Linked DNA regions of Anas platyrhynchos: region 2 is linked to region 1. A link is a contact called in public Hi-C data. All regions are on one chromosome and are shown on one strand. The core of a region is the stretch at or near the end of the contact, and the rest is flanking DNA. Distances in the headings are between cores, read along the strand shown.

Region 1 (3,053 bases), core at 231-2,730:
GAAGCAGCTTCCATGGGCAGCACCAGGGACTTCCCCAAGAAAAGGTGACTGTGAGGCAGAGGTGCTGGGGACATCAGTCCCATGAGCTATGCAAAGATCATGGCTTGTGAACCTGTGAAAACTTCCTGTTTTTTTTTTTTTCTTCTTTGCCTTGACTTAAATCAAACCTGTAATCAAATAGGGCACGTGCTTTAGCAATATGTAGAGGAAAATGTCTAGTTTCGCTTTATTTATGGAGTTCCTTAAAAAGAAGATTCTTATGGATGCAAAATAAATTTACAAAACATGACTTTTTTTTTTTTTTTAACAAAGAAAAAATTAATGTGCACTCCCCACGTTTAATCACAGCCTTCAATAATGATTTCAGTTACACAGAGAGATAAAACATTCCTCAGTTCAGGTTAAAACCTAAACCAAATTTAAAATGTTGGGATTATTCAGGATTACTATAGCGTCCAGGCTAAATCTCTGGGTAAATACTTGACTCATGTTTTCTGCTCTGCAAGTGTATTAAATAGGCAATAAAGCCTCTCCCTGAATAAAGAGTCCTGTGTCTCACAATACCTCTTTCAGGGCTGCAGCAAGCTCACAGACCCTGAAAGGCCCCTGCCTGCCTGTGAGAGGAGCAGGATGTAAATGCAGAGGGATGCTGCACCCTCCTCATCCATACCCTGTGGCCAGCTCAAGGAGATGTGGGCATCAGGAGGGGACGGGGTTTCTGAAGTGATTTCCACTGCAATAGCTTCTTTCAAAGCAAATTGTCCTCAATAGCAGTTCCCAGTGCCTCATGTCCTTGCAACCATACATGATTTTACTTGTTACATCTCCATGTCTTTTTTTCTCTTTTATTTCTTTTTTCTTTTCCTCTTTTTTTTCTTTTTCTTTTTTTTTTTTCTTTTGTTTGCCTCTGCTGTTGCATACTTCGTTAAGGCTTTACTGGGACACCAACCTGATACTTCATCAGCAAAACCTCACACAAAGCAAAGGTTCAGCTGCTGAAAGAAGCCAAAAGTATCCCATCCGCACCAAGTTTTGTTTGCTTGGAGTAGAGCAAACTTAATTGCATGGAAATAGCAATGTGCATCAACCAGGCAATCATGCCAGCACTGGAGTGCCTTATAGTATTTACTTCTGGTCTTGAATAGCAGATTTGGAGACTGAACACCACCTCCCAGCATCATTTCTTTGGGCAGAAGGGTGTCAGTGTTTCAGACTTACCATAAGTGTTAATTTCTGTACGTGCTTTCAGTTTGCAGAAGCACACCAGCACCCACCCCAGGCGCACAGCAGACATACACACACTGGCACTGCGCCCTGCCCAGCACAGACGAGGAGGCTGGAAGGGCTGCTGCCATCCTACTAGAACTGGCTGGTGCCTCGCAGCTCCCTGCAGCCTGCAGGCAGCCTGAGCATTGCTGAGCGAACGCCTCTCGGTCCCATTCCTCTTTTCCATCTCTGTTATCGCTCAGCTCACAAATGCAGAGCTCCCCTTGCTTCTGCACAGCTGCTCACGCTGATAACTGAGTTGGCTGCCGAGAGTCAGGAAATCTCTCACATTCCCCGCTAGAGGTGGCCAAGAAGCAGAGCTCCTTTTTTGCTTATTTTCATCCCCACCTTGTCCCCGTAAAGCACAATAAATACGGAGTCCCTATGTCAGCAAGGGGTTCTGCAGACAAGAACATCTCCTAGCATAATGCTCTGAGCTACCTGCATTGTGTGAGGCTTCCTTCATGCCTCTGGTGCCCATGTGGGTGAGACTTGATAATAAATCCCCCATTTTGGGACAGGAATGAAGCAGTTGTACTGAATGTACAGCCAGGGCCTGAGGGGTTGCGGAGAGCAGAGGACCCACTGCACGTGTCCTGCAGTCACGCAGGGATCTGGGCATGTGGGAGGTGTTGGTGGGGACAGGTCACCGAATTTCAGCTGCTGCACCTCTGGAAGTATTCAGTGAACAGAAAGGTTGAGTCTGTGTACCACTGCCAGAGCTTCCAGGCACTCTGACACACAGACACCCACACCCATCCCCTAAATTAGCCTCATTCTAATTAACTTAAATGAGCACAGAAAGCTGAAGGTGAGTGTCCTGGGAGGCTCGCGTGTGCCTTCTCACTCTCACACAAGTTTCTCTTTACCTTCATCTGGAAAGCAGACTAACTTACTCCAAGCAATATTACAAAGCTTTTGCACAGAGGCTGGGAACGCTGCTCCTCACAGCCCTACAAACAGGGCACATTTCCAGAATTTTCATCCCTGGTCCCTTTTATTTTTTGCCACAAATTTCCATCCCACTGCTTTAGGTTTCTCCTCACCCACGCTGTACCTGCCCCGGGACGCCTGAAGGGCTTTCTGTGGCCAAGTGCTGCAGGAAGAAGAATGAAATGAGGTGTCTTCAGAGCAACGCCCCATGACCCCGAGCAGGTCGCAGTGTGCACAAGCCAGATATTGGGTTAGTTTTCCTTGCTCCCTGCTCCCATATCCCAACCTCCCAGCCCCGTGCCAGCCAGGGCAATGCTGGTGCTGCTGGATATTTTCCTACATGTCTCCCCTCCTCCTCTAGCTCCACAGATGCAATTCTGTCAGCGTGATTTCATAAATGCTGGGATTTATTTGACACCGGGATCAGCACATTTTATGCACCTACTACCTGTAGCGACCATCAGGCCTGGGGTGTGTGTACAGACGTATTTAAAAAACTGAACATTTATCGGTAATTACTCTAATTGCGTAGCTTGACCTGCTAAGCCTCCTGTTCTGGCGATGAAATTCATTTGCCTAAAGAGGTTCCATCTTCAGTCTCCCTTTCTGTGCCGCGATGTTGGAGGCAGGTGGCAGCAAGGTTTGCTGAGTCCCCAGAGCTGGATCCACATCTCACAGGGGGCCCACAAGCAGGTTGCTTGCACAATCCCACAATTTCTAGCAGATGTGCAACCCAGCTGCAGCTTGGCATGGTGTCCCCCTTCCATCTCCATATGCCCCCATCCCTCCCTCTGCCCCCACTAAATCCCCAGAACAGGCTGCAAGGTCTGTCAGTGTAATTTTTTTGTATTTGC
Region 2 (3,053 bases), core at 367-2,866, 150 kb before region 1:
GTCTCTCCTTGAAGCCTCTGGGGACTGTGTAGGGTTTGAGATATGGAAAGCCATCCCTGTTTATAGAGGAAAGAGTAGCTGAGAAGTAGAAAAGCTCCAGTGAGAACAGCAGAGGTGTAGGCAGCTTCCACTGACATACTCCAGAGGAAGAAGGCCAGAGTATTTTTTTGAAAAGCAGATTGAGTCAGAAAGCTGAAGATGTCCATTTTTAACTCAACAGAAAAATACCAATGCAATTTCTTTATTTTCTTAAACTGCAGGTGTAGGTCTGTCCTTTCTCCCCCTGTATTCAAACTGCTTTGAAAGTGGACTTTTTCTTGCTCTCATCCTTGGACACATTAACTTTTGGCATGACAGAGACTTAAAAGGAAGTTCTTAGGAAGGTTAAGTTCAAGAATACTTAACAATTTTTTTGCACCAGCTCCTGCCATTTCATGAAGAAGATTAAGAATACTGGTGGAAAGAATATGTATACGAGGAAATCTGAATGCAATCAAACCCTTTACCTGGCTGACAACGTTGTCCCTCATTTCACACAGCTCAGCTATCCTGAAAGGCGCAGCTTCCGGGGATTGTTCTGCACTTTCATTTAAAGCTACAGTCTGTATGAGCTCATCGAGCATTTTGGATTTAGTTGCAAGCTGATTTTCTAGGTCCTAGACGAAAAAAGAGAGAGAGAAAATGAAGATAAATTAGATCTTTTAATGAGACTATAGAAAAACTCTTCTATATGAGGAGTTTAGATAAACATTCCTTCTTTAAAACCAGCCCCTTCAGCCATACATCACCACCACCATTTTACAACTGATTCACAATGACTTCTTTACAGGTATATAAAATGACAGCAGCTGCTTTAGGCAGTCTCCTGCAGCTGGAGCTAGAACCAGTCCATTTAGTGTCAGCATAAGCACTGGACATCATGCCTGGAAATGAAATCTGCAAGAACTAATTCCTCAGCCACTATGCAGGCCTCTCTGTACCTCTCCAGACATAGAAAGTTTTTACATTAATGCAGGTCAACTTTTCTTCAGGCAGGTTAGCGTTCAGGTCCTCCTCTGCTCCAGGAGACCCAGGAAGATAGGAACTGACATTGCAATAGGAGAAAAGTACCCAACATCCTAAAAACTTCTAGAAAGTTATCTTCTGCTTGCCTGCTTAGTCAGAGACTTTCTCTCATGGGAGAGAAACCACTAAAATAAATGCTTGGGAGAATAGCTTCCTCAACACAGTCAGCAAGGTTCTTAGTCTTGACATGCTGGATAAAGCTCATCAGTGACTTTTTCACAGCATGAGTAAATACTCATACACACTACGGACATTTCCCTGTAATACAACACATTAAGTTATGACCTTTTCCCCGCAACTACTGTCCCCAAAACATAATCAAATTTTGATCTCATTTTTATTGAGCAAAAAATTGTAATTAAACATCTTAGCCACCTGAATCTCAGCACTGTATTTTGCTGTGAGTAGGGTGGTATTTTAGTCAAAGATACCCCGTGCCTTTCTTCCATTTGGACCCTTCAGTGCATTTCAGAGTGCTTCAGGGAGATGAGTAACTCAGTGTATACCAGAACACTCTGGGGAATAATAGCAGCCTACTATGAGAGAGAGACATGTAACCATGGAAATGAAAGAACAAATATTCAGCGTAAAAAAATAGAAATGGAATACTGTACTGAACGAAAACAGCAGACTGCCAGAGTAATAGGATTCAGTTATTAGCTGGCTGCATCTGTTCTAATTTTGAGGGAGCCCGGTGCCTAGAAAAATTCAACAAAACCGAAGTATACCTAGATTCTTGAGGCTGGTGCACAGAAATTACATTCTAGTGCTGGAGTATGGACAGTTACTACTTTTCCAAATGAGACTGTGCAGTTCCCACAACATAACCACCACAGAGCTCTTCAAATTAATGGAACAATAGCTTTATCCATAGCTGTGTCGAACCAAGAGAACTCTCTCTTTTGAAGGCATCTCAGAATATGTTCTATAATATTGCTGCACATTCCAAACACCATGAAACAACAGTAGGTGTGTCTTCAAATGGAGGAAAAAAAAAAAAAAAGCAATTCACATCATTGGTGGGTCTAGGTCTTTACTACCAAAACTTACCATGCTTTGACGTTACACTGTATTACTCTTCTAGGAAACAGCAACTTCTTTTACATGTTTTTCTGTTAAAATCTGTGCAGCTCTTTAGGCTGGATTCAGCAAAGTGTTTCATACGTTTTGGACAATAATAATCCACACATAATGCTTTACCTTGCAATCATCTAATGTGTTCTGCGCAGACATCAGACTTTCTGGGGTTTGTAAAGATCTTAGTCGATCACTCTGAGCTTCCAGCCAGTTGTGTAGAGTCTGTGCTTTGTTCTCATTTTCAGTAATATCTTCCAAAAGGTGTTCCAGGTCTTGTATCTGAAAGTTACAGAAATATTTTAACTTACTTAAATCTAGAGGTGGGAAGAAACAGGGTTCCCCCTTCCATAACTAAATTTGAGATTACAGTATTTTATTTAAATAATACTTCGAATGTAAATGTAAAAAGTATTTTGAATATAAATGTTTTGAAAGGGAACAAGGCATTGTGGGATCTGAAGCTGGCAGACTGTGCATCTGAGAAGTTGGGGGCCTTGTCTACCTTGGCAAGATCATACAGAGTATGAAAATCTCATTTGCCCTAGAACCCACTGACAAAGTTACTGACAAGCAAGGTTACAAGCAAGGGAAAAGTCTCATATCTTCAGTCTTAGCCCTGAGAATCCACTAAATACTAGAATGTGGTTCCTTGAAAACAGAGAAGATAACCTTTTCTCCCACAAAACTTTCATCACTGTGCAAGAACTGAATTTTCCACTTGGAAATGTTTCTGGAGACTTTCCGAGTCAGAAAAATTTGGGAATATTCTGTTTGATCAACATTTTTTGCATCAGGGAGGGCAGCTTGTCCCAGTGTCCTGCAAGCTCAGAAGAGGAACAGATGAAAGAGGAACATGGTACAAGGGTTCCGTTTGTGTTTTTGGATTCTGCCCTTCCCCTGGTCTTTTCCAT

The links. A called contact is a pair of places that touch in the nucleus more often than the background predicts.
Region 2: a Hi-C map of skeletal muscle shows a contact between it and region 1, with 3 times the contacts expected there. The contact joins two enhancer-like sites. A contact is called at or near these places in 2 of 8 Hi-C or Micro-C datasets (F1 follicle and skeletal muscle).

What each region holds. Positions count from the first base shown.
Region 1 is chr5:7,513,803-7,516,855 of IASCAAS_PekinDuck_T2T, reverse strand. No RefSeq gene overlaps it. Among named protein-coding and RNA genes, the nearest start is that of SYNE2, 14 kb to the left of the region's middle. Within about 2 kb of position 1,480, at least 2 of the 8 cell types and tissues checked have an H3K27ac peak or open chromatin away from gene starts, as enhancers often do.
Region 2 is chr5:7,662,219-7,665,271 of IASCAAS_PekinDuck_T2T, reverse strand. It overlaps SYNE2 (spectrin repeat containing nuclear envelope protein 2), which reads right to left. Exons shown (of 117, transcript XM_072038196.1): 86 at 2,266-2,421; 87 at 507-656. Among named protein-coding and RNA genes, the nearest start is that of TRNAL-CAG, 68 kb to the right of the region's middle. Within about 2 kb of position 1,616, at least 1 of the 8 cell types and tissues checked has an H3K27ac peak or open chromatin away from gene starts, as enhancers often do.